Linked DNA regions of Mus musculus: region 1 is linked to region 2. A link is a contact called in public HiChIP or PLAC-seq data. All regions are on one chromosome and are shown on one strand. Each heading gives the region's core, a stretch centred on a gene start, on an enhancer-like site or on the middle of the called end of the contact. The rest is flanking DNA. Distances are from core to core; before and after follow the strand shown.

Region 1 (4,647 bases), core at 3-2,502, 33 kb before region 2:
TCCAACCAAGATCCATTTCTCATGCATTTCTTTTGCTTTAGGTCAAAAATCCTAAAATCATTCTGTAATAGCTATGTCTCTAAGAACTAGAACACAGGAGGCTGAAGGACATCTTTGCATTTTAAGTAGAGAGATGAACCAGGGATTAAAAAACATCATCAGCATCAATTCCTGGAAGCCAGGTCACTGGCTGGGAAAGCTGTAGCCTGGGATGTGGGGGATGGTGAGCCCCAATATCACACCAGAAGCAAAACTGCCTGGGGTTGGATGAGAATATATTCTGGACCATCAGTGGCTACAGCCTCCACAGAACTGACTGAAGCAGACAGTTTCCCTCCTTCTTCATTCTCAAAGTACAATGTAGCAATAGAGAGTGAGAAGGTGGTGAAGAACACAGGCTCTGAGCATATGTGGCTGTCCAATGCAGTATGAGATCACTAGCTGGGGAAGACATGGACAGCCTGGGACAGTTTAAATACAGTGCCTAATAGCACAGACTTGACCTCGGAAAAGCAACGCCATTTCTTTCTACCTGTTTTGACGCATAGAATAGCAAATGCTTGCTACTCTGTGCACCATCAACGATGACAGCATTGTCTGAATCCGCTGTGATTATCACTCTCTAATCATAGCTACCTATCCTTGCAAATTCAACTTGTCACTTTTTAAGATCAGACCTATCTGGCTGCTGAACACTGATGACTTTCTGGCAGAAGTCACTGCTAGGGATCTTTAAGTGTACTAACTTGTGTGTGTGTGTGTGGGGGGGGGATCAGTGGGAAATGTTTTACACACAGAGTGCTGTGTTTTATAAAAAGATAAGGGGAGAGAGAATATATTTGGTGGATGTGTAGTCAGTGTAGTCAGGTATGGGGGTGCCTCTGCAGGCCCATGCTGAGGCATCCCTTACCCCTGAGGGACCAGCCACAAGATGGTATAGCATCGAATAGAGTTTACTCAGGGCATGGGGAGGGGAGTTGAGGGGGTAGAGACAGAGAAAGGCAGAGATAGGAGGGGGGAGTAGAAGCCAGAGGCTGGCCACATGGAGAGAGAGGAGGGAGGGGAGTGGGGAGAGAGGGGGTAAAAAGTGAGTAAGAAAGCAAGAGAGAGTGGAAGGGGCCGGCAGCCCCTCTTATAGTGAGTCAGGCACACCTGGCTGTTGCCAGGTAACTGTGGGGCAGAGCCTAGACAAATGCTAACACAAAGCAAACAAAGGTTCAGGGTCAAATAATTACTCCTGGACTTTAATTTCCACCTATAATAAGTCATTGATTCAAACAGCTTCCTCCAGCCTTGCATGATGTTTCCATTTGGTTTCACTTAATAACGACACAACGCCTTATTAAGGGCTGGGTTTAAATTCAGGATGAATTCCTTCAGATCCTGGTACATGCTCATTATATTCCTAGCGAAGTCTCTGCCCTGCACTAAATGATTGACAGTACCCTACCCTACCCCAGCATCAAGACTTCATTCTCTTTATGTTTTATTAGCATACATTAATATATATGACACTGGGTTTCATTTGACATTTTCATGCATGTGTATGTTATTTAGACCACATTCGCCTCCATTCTCTTGCCCCCTCCCACTCTCTCCCATCCCTTTACACTCTCTAAACAGCCCCCTCTCTACTTTCATAGCTTTTGGTTTTTTTCATGACCTAATGATTTTCATCATGGGTCCTTGCAGGAGGATGAGGACAAGCTATCCATAGGAGTGTGGACACATTACCAGCAGTTACACCACTGGAAAAGATGTCTCTGTGCCACACACACACACACACACACACACACACACACACACACACACACCAGCAACTACTGACTATCGATAGCTCCTCAGAGAGAAATTGGGTCCTCAGAGTCCTTCCCCTAGGTGCATACCTGTCCACCTCCCACTCTCTGTATTTCGCTAAATGGTCACCACTTCAAATTGTATACAACAGGGATTTCCAGAAACCATTTTGTGGGGGTTACGACTTGCATTCTCTGTGAATAGTCTGGCCTCAGTAGCTAATCCCAGGGTGGAGAGAAAACAAAAAGACTCTTTACCAAAGAGGGTCCTTGAGAGCTTGGTGGGCAGAAGAGTCAATTACCTCTGAACTAAGCCACTGATATAGCCAGTTCCGAGGCAGACCCTGGCTTAATGGACACCACCGTCCAGTGCTCCCATGAGAGCAACTTCTTTCAGGCTCCTCTAATGCTCAGTCCCACACCAGGCATATCCGCTGGCTTCGATTTCCCATGAATCCTGTCGGCAACATCCTAAAAACCCAAAACCAACAAGGAAAGCTCCCTTAAGGATAATCCTAATGTCAGCAACATAAGCCACATAAGCAGGCTGTGTACGCTCCTCAACCGAGGGTGCCTCCGCAACATCACAGATGCCATCAAAAGAAAAAGACCTCTTAATTTCTGCAACTGAATAAGAACAAGTCAAGGAGAAGTACTTGCCTGGTGATTCTAATTCCTGCATTTTTCTCTAAAACCAAAGTAGTAGTATATATATAAGCAATATATGAGCAGTGGTTTCTTATTCCAATTAGAGCTTTGGCTTTTGTTGCTGCTGCTGCTGCTGTTGTGTTAAGTCTACACTTCCAATAATCCAATTTGGCCAACTAGACCACAGAACTTAGATTCTTAAGCCAGCATTCCGTAGCATCCCAGCATGCGGATCTGTGCATGCCCACGGCACTGTCAGGCTGCTGTCACTGTATTGGGATCGCATAAGAACAGAGGCATCGTCTTTAAGAAGATCCACAGACCAATGCAGCGCGCATCATCCTCAGTAATGTTCGCTCCCCTCCCTGCTAGGCACTCAAAGTTCAAAATTCACCAGGCATTTCAGCATATGATTATAATCCCACCACTCAGAGGGCTGAGGCAGAAGGATTGCAATGTGAGACCAACTTGGACCCCATCTCAAAAGCAAAACTAAAGTTAGACTTCCAGCATGAACTGTATTTGCAAACCTCTGCAGTCTCCAGACTTGGGGGGTGGGGGGATGGGGAGGGTGTCCTGAACTGGTCACCTTGAAGTACCATTCAGGTGGCAGTGGGTAACAGCAGGTGTGGTTATTTAAATGGATCTATCCTCAGAGCACTTACTGTCCACAGTTCAGCATGAACTGAAGGCAACATGCCACAGTGTCACTAACTGCTCCTGACATGTGAGATTTACCACCGGAATATAAAATGGGTCTTGGATTTAACAGCACATAATTAGTTCCTGTGACACCCAGAAAAGAGAATCTTGCCAGCAAGGGGGGATGGGATGACTCTCCGCAGCAACATCCACTGGTGATATATAACCACTTGCCAAGGCCCTGCCATTTAGAGCATGGCATATAATTCAGCTTCCCTCCCCCACATGCTGGCCAAGAAGCAGGACAAGATTCAGGATTGCTGACTTCTTAATGAGTCTCATGCAAATGACTTAGCCCATAAGGCTCTGCAGAGCCCAGTTGTGGAATTAATACCTGTAACTGTGTAACAGAAATGCAGCTTGAGTTTTGTCCCTTATCTCTGATCTGAGTGTGGGGCTTAGTCTTCATTTTTAGTTCTGTGCCTCTACTTTCTAGTCTGTAAAATGGGAGTCAAACACATCCTCCAAGATGTTACTGTTGGGAGTGAATGCGTGGACGCAGAATGCAGCCAGCCCATCCTTGGCCCATAGCAACCAGCCATTAATGGTAGCTATTAATAAAACCTCATTTATTATAAAACGTCTGTTCTAATTCTTAATCGAAACTAGCTCAGAATGGCCTTCTCCTCCGTGAAGATACAGTGGAAAGAATATTATGATTGTTATGACTACAAGAGGATGGAAGGAACAAACCTCTGAGGGGGAGAGGCCAGTCAGAGGCTGAGAGAGTAAAAGGATAGGAGTGAAGAATTACTTGGCCAGAGGAAATAAATGAAGGTGGGAGTTTAAATACGAGGGAGGGGCAAGAAAAGTCAGTAAAAGAGGAAATAAAAGGAGAAGCCAGGACAGTGGAAAGAGATACCAGGTGGCCAGGAGATCATTGAGGGATAAACAATGAAACAAAGTATAAACAGGGTAGTTCTAGTTTCCATTAGCAACCACAGGCTTGGATGAATTCTTCCCTTAAAAGTATTAAAGTTTCCAAAAGAAGATACACTGTCGCAATCATTGTGCACTGGCTAATAGCATACTCTTCTATATTGTTTTTTTTTTTTCACTTTTTAAAAGGCAACAATGGCATATTTGTCTCCAATTGCCTAAAGAAGGACTTACCTAATTAGACAGATCAGACACTGTTACCTCAAATTCGCATGTCATGTTCCTCTACCCCACAACCCACCTGAATCTTAGTGAGTGAGTGAGTGAGTGAGTGAGTGAGTGAGTGAGTGAGTGACTGTTTGCTCTGCAACTATAAGGACCTAAGAACAAATCCCAAGAGGCCATGTAAAAAGCCAGGCATATCTGTATGTGTGTATCTGTGAGCACTGGAGGAGTGTTAGGGTTTCTGTTGCTATGATAAAAGACCATGGCCAAAAGGAACTTTGGGAGGAAAGGGTTTATTTCAGCTTACACTTTCAGGTCAGACTCCATCAACAAAGCAAGTCAAGATAGGAACTCAAGGCAGGGACCCGGAGGTAAAAACTGAAGCAGAGACCATGGA
Region 2 (5,225 bases), core at 908-3,407:
CACTACAGACCTCTCACCCAAAAGAACATTTAATCTTGGAAGGACTCTGTGTTTCTTACCAAAGTTAACTTAAATACAAGTAAAACTCACTTGAGGTTAAATAAAAGTAGAGAAACGACAGCATCTATTCATGATCCTCTGAAATTAGAACTACAGCTCTGTGAAACAGAACTTCAACATACTAGAACCAAGAGACATCTGATAAATCATTACAATTTGAAACAGAAGTCTGCCCCAAAGCAATCCTTCCACTGAATGTATAATTATCATTGACATAACAACTGAAAATCTGGACAAAACCAAGAATTTTTAAGGTTGGTAAAAGCAAAGGTTTTTAATTTCGAAATATCCTATTAACTTAAAAGATATTTTGGGTAAGATATATTAAATGAGGAAGCCAATAACAGGAGTAATATTCCACCAATCAGGGCCTTCCTTGTAACCCAATGAGGCATGCACATTCTCTGTAGGTGATTATAGCCGAGTTACACAGCATCTTCCCTTCGACCTTGGGAACCTGCTCGCTCCCAGAGTTACTGCTAGGTCTTCTGATTCATTTATTATGAGTCTTTGTACCTGCAATGCTGTAGCAAGCCCTAGATAGGAATATCAGCATCACAAACTCACAGTACTCAAAACTGTAGAAATGCTACCAAAGCAAATGGGGTGGGGGTGGAGAAGGAATATATAGATATGTATGCAAAAACTTAAAAGGAGGAAAACAAAGTTGAATAGTTTTAAGATGGAAGATTTAATTTTCCTTTGAAGTATACATTTCTTAAGTCTGTGACATAACTATTAATTAGTATGTATTTTAATATAAGAAAATATGTTCAAAATATTATTTTGTTAGGAGAAATTGCAATCGAATATATGACTTATTAAATCTTGCCGAAGGACTCCAAACTGGAAATTCTTTTTTTAAAAAAGCCTTATAGGACTTTCTGTCCAGAAGCGAGAAACAATTTGGCAACCCGGTGTTCCGTTTAGTTTCAGTCATTTGCTTCATGTCCATTATGTAATGCTTTCCCCAGCTTTTAGGTCTCTAGTTTCACCAACCTTTCAGGTAGATCACAGAATCGTCACAGAATCAGTATCTGGTCATAACTTTTAAAAGCAGCTTAAGACGTGGCTTACGGTGCGTCTGCAAACGGTAGAGGCTTTTAGAAATCTGCGGGTGTCATTCGTTCTCCGCAGCTTCCTCCCCAGGTTTCCCATCCCTCCTCCCCCAGCGTCCCCGGCGACTCGATCTGCGGGCAGCTCCAAGCTCGACGCAGGGGAAGCACGTCCTGACTGCAATGCAAACCCTGTCCCGGTCTGAACCGGAGAAGGGAGCTCGGGCGATGAGCGTGGACGCAGGCTGCAGGGAGGGCTGCAGGGACGCCAGCCGGGGGTAGCAAGGAGTGCTCGCGAGGACAGTCCGCAGTGCACGCGCACAACCAAACCCGATGCACAACTTGCCCGGCCACTGCCCGCGGCTCCCGGATTCCCTGAAAGGTGCAGCGTAGGCGTCAGCTCTCGTAGGCGCGGGCGCTCTCACCCGCACCGGTTCGGTTCTCCGCTGACAATTACATCAGTCCTCCCGGCCCCGACTTCCATTCCCAACCAGTCGGCCCTGGGGTGCGGGCATCGGGGATGAAGAACTGCCGCGGGGGGCGGAGAAGGGGGGCAGAGGGGAATGCGTGTAAAAGGAAGCCGGATTCCCCGGCAGCCGCGGGAAGGGAAGGCGGGCGGTGAGCGGGGACCGTGACACCGGTACCCCCTCCCACTCTGACCGCACCGGGGACCGATTTGGCCATCCTCGCTTCCGCGCTACCCAGCTGGGGTGCCTCTGGAGACAGCGATGCCTTGGGGGCCTGGGGCTGCGGCTGCCCACTCGGGTATCGCCAGGGTCCTCGGCCCTCTGGACGCGCACAATGCCCCCGGGCCGCGCGGCAAGCACCGCGTATCCACCCCGCGGCGGAGAGACACTTACCTGCAGGGCGAGCGGTAGGTCGCGGTGGGAGATGGCCCGTGCTATCTGCCCGGCGCGCAGGCTGGAGGAGGCTCCGGAGGCGCGGAGGACGGGCGCCGCCTGTGCCGAGCTGTGGTCTCCAGCGCGGACAGCGGCGGCCGCGCGGCGCCTCCAGTGGTCCTCCGCGCCGCAGCCCCTCCTCTCCCACGGGCGGGGCGCGCTGGCGGGGCGGCGCTCCGGGCTCCCCGCCCCCGGCTCCGGAACACCCGCCAGCCCCGATCGTTCCCGCGGGCTCCATGGTGTCCCGCTCTGCTCCCACCGCGCCCCCTTCGTGCGGGATCCAGCGCCCATCTGGTCCCTGCCTGGCGTCCACGGGAATCCGTGGGGTACCAAGATCAGTCATCCGAAAGACCCTGCCCGGGAGAGATAGGCCCCCCGCGTGTCCAGTCCTGCAGCGGCGGGAGCGCTGGGCTGGAAAAAAGAGGCCGGGAATGACTGCAGCGCTCCGGCCATGGAGCGGTGGGAGAGGGCTTCACCGGAGAACTGCAGCCTGGTGGCCTCCGCTCTGCGAGACCAAGCCCCTGGCCCTCGGCGCCCTTCGGAGGCCTCATTCAATAAATAAACAATATGTTTAGGCTTTCTGCCCTGCGAACTCTCAGTCCGGGAGAGACACTTGGACTGTGTGGAAGGAAGGACCAATGGCTTTAAAGTCCCTGGCAAAGCCCCGCAGTGTCCACGCAGCTTCCTTACACCCTTCCCACCCAGCAACTTCCATGCTAAAGCTATTCCTGGCATGCGTCCAAGACCAGATTGATCTAAAGGCAAATTTGCACGGAGGGAGGGGGGTACTTTAAATATTTGCACAGACGTTTCTTCTGTAAAGGGATAACTGAAGAATGTCCCTGTATCAAGACGTCTCTGTCATCAACAACTTCAAGGGGACAAATCTAGAGAACTGGGCCAAACAGGGACTCTTGGAGCGCTCTAGCTGTTTTGAATTGGGTGGAGGAAGGGGTTCCTTTAAAATCTGATGATCTGCCGCCTACTGAGATAGTCCTCATGGCATTTCCCAGTTGTCAGTGCTGATACAATGCTGGTGTGCTCTGACATAGCTCTGAGCATTCTTGCCTACATATCATTTCTCTTGAGTCTCCTTCTTACATGTGGGATTAACTTCTTCCATCTTGAATAAGGATCATCTTAAAATAACAAATGCTAGACCTTGTGACACATGGCAGTCTCACCCCAGTTTCCTCCCTGTGGAAACAGTCTCTACAAGGGAGCCATTATGTCGCTCAACTTCACTCTGTTATAGCTCCTTTTCCATCTGGGTCCCAGTGTGGCGGCAACTACTAAAACAGCTTTCACACACAAAAGTAGGCATACGTGAAAAATACCAGACAGTGAAAGGAGACCAGAGAACTCTTAGTCTTTATCTAAAAAAGGTCCTCTCAAAATTTTTCACATAACCCCTATTAGCAGAATCATAAACTACCCAGGGATATAGGAACTACCCAGACCCACACCTCACAATTTATTGTAAGAAAGCATGTATGCTTGCTATTCTCTTCCATAGCATTATTTGGAAGACAGATTTTGTACATCAGAGGGAAACATCTCCTCCTGCCTGTCTTACAGACAAATGGTCTAACGAAGATGTAATGGTGGGTGGATATCTGGGACAAATGGGTGGATTAAAGAGAGCTGGGTGTGTGTATAGAGCTGCATAGCAAAGACAGTTTCACCACTCTGGCTGTGTATCACAATATTTAGAAAACTCACCCTGGCAGAGATGTGTAAGTCGGAGTAACGGGCTTTTCCTTGTTCTCCAGCTATAGCAGTGTTTTTATTGCTCTGAAAAGTGCCAGGGGGGCAGCAGAGTTTTCTTTACATGTATATTCTTGTGAAAGCATAAGTCACAAGTCAGATGTTAGCTAAAAGGATCTCTGCTTCTGTAATCCATCCCTTTTATTTGTCTCAGAGAGGGACTTTTTCTGTGAAGAAAGATAAGGAGGCTCTTAAATGACCAGTGCTATTAATCCTATAATTCCATTACATGCAAATGAACTGAGCCGCATTTGAATAACCATAGTCCCACCATCAATTAATCTGCTCACACGTGCTCACACCTCTGCTTTCATTGCAGGTTTCTATCGGGTGCTATTTTGGCTGAGTTTACTTAAAAGGCTGAAATGCTTGCTAGTGCTTCACTGAAAGATGCAGTCCCAAGGCATCCTGTATGGAGAAGTGGTGAAGGGAAAGGCAAGCTGAGAGACAGACCAGATGTTTGACTAGTGAGTTATCTGGCCCTTCGGAATACACCAGAGAAAGAACTCCCGCAGCTTGTCATCAAAATGTTTGGGCTGGATTGTTCTTCGGACTACTTGGTGATGCTGAGAACTGTACTTCCTTGAATCTCCTTTCCTGTCTGTTCACAAGTCTATATCTGCCAGTAAGGGCAACAGTATAGAGTTGCCTGGTGTGTGAGGAACAAAGTAACAGAGCAGCCCTGTCAGCAGTCCCTCTATAACAGAAGGGTGTATGTGTGTGTGTGTGTGTGTGTGTGTGTGTGTGTGTGTGTGTGTGTCTGTGTGTGTGTGTCTGTGTGTCTGTGTGTCTGTGTGTCTGTGTGTGTGTGTGTGCTTCCCAGTTAGTTTGGACTCCCTTACCTGTGTCAAGGCTGGTCTCCCGTCCTTCCCCTCCCTCTTCAAAACTTCTTCATCTCCTCTAACAAATGCAAAGATGACTCCTTATGACAAATTCCCTATTACAGACGCCCCCATTGGTTCTGAATTCCCAAAGAACCCTGTTTACAAGGACCTGTACCCTGAGCTGGGCTGCCTCCATCTGAGGCAGGACAGGCACACAGGGAGCAGGTGTGGCAAATAGCTGCTGAGAAGCAAAGAGAAGGGGCGGGGCTCTAACTGTTATTGGAAGAATCCTGAGTTTCTCATTTTTAAGTTAAGAGACTTTACACTCTGCAACGGATTTATCAGGGCTAGTAAGAGGTGGGTAAAGAGATTTGCTACCAAGCCCGATGACCTGAATTGTTCCCTGAGACCCACGTAGTAAGAAAAAGACGAATATCTACAAGTTGGTCTCTGATCTACACACCCACACCTGGTGGCCATGCATGCACACAACCCCCGGGGGGAACCCTTTTGGGAAAAAAACCAAATATATGTAATTTTAAAAAGATGTGTTCTCTCTCTCTCTCTGTGTGTATCTCTGTGTGTCTGTGTGTATTTCTCTCTCTCTCTCTCTCTCTCTG

The links. HiChIP or PLAC-seq counts read pairs in DNA pulled down with a chosen protein or histone mark.
Region 1: an H3K4me3 HiChIP or PLAC-seq map of intestinal villus epithelium shows a contact between it and region 2, with 4 times the contacts expected there. The contact joins the enhancer-like site here to the promoter of Osbpl6 in region 2. A contact is called at or near these places in 1 of 39 promoter capture datasets (pre-B cells), 1 of 15 datasets of contacts at CTCF or cohesin (CD8 T cells), 1 of 484 Hi-C or Micro-C datasets (nephron progenitors), 3 of 115 datasets of contacts at active chromatin or transcription factors (embryonic stem cells and intestinal villus epithelium) and 1 of 9 other capture datasets (pancreatic islet).

Annotation. Positions count from the first base shown.
Region 1 is chr2:76,436,191-76,440,837 of GRCm38.p6, reverse strand. The region is part of intron 1 of Osbpl6 (oxysterol binding protein-like 6); the gene reads right to left. Among named protein-coding and RNA genes, the nearest start is that of Gm52557, 7.3 kb to the right of the region's middle. Within about 2 kb of position 1,252, at least 5 of the 459 cell types and tissues checked have an H3K27ac peak or open chromatin away from gene starts, as enhancers often do. A contact at or near this core is called in intestinal villus epithelium, where this site is marked.
Region 2 is chr2:76,403,440-76,408,664 of GRCm38.p6, reverse strand. Osbpl6 (oxysterol binding protein-like 6) reads right to left here and starts at 2,157. Exons shown (of 27, transcript NM_001290733.1): 1 at 1,976-2,157.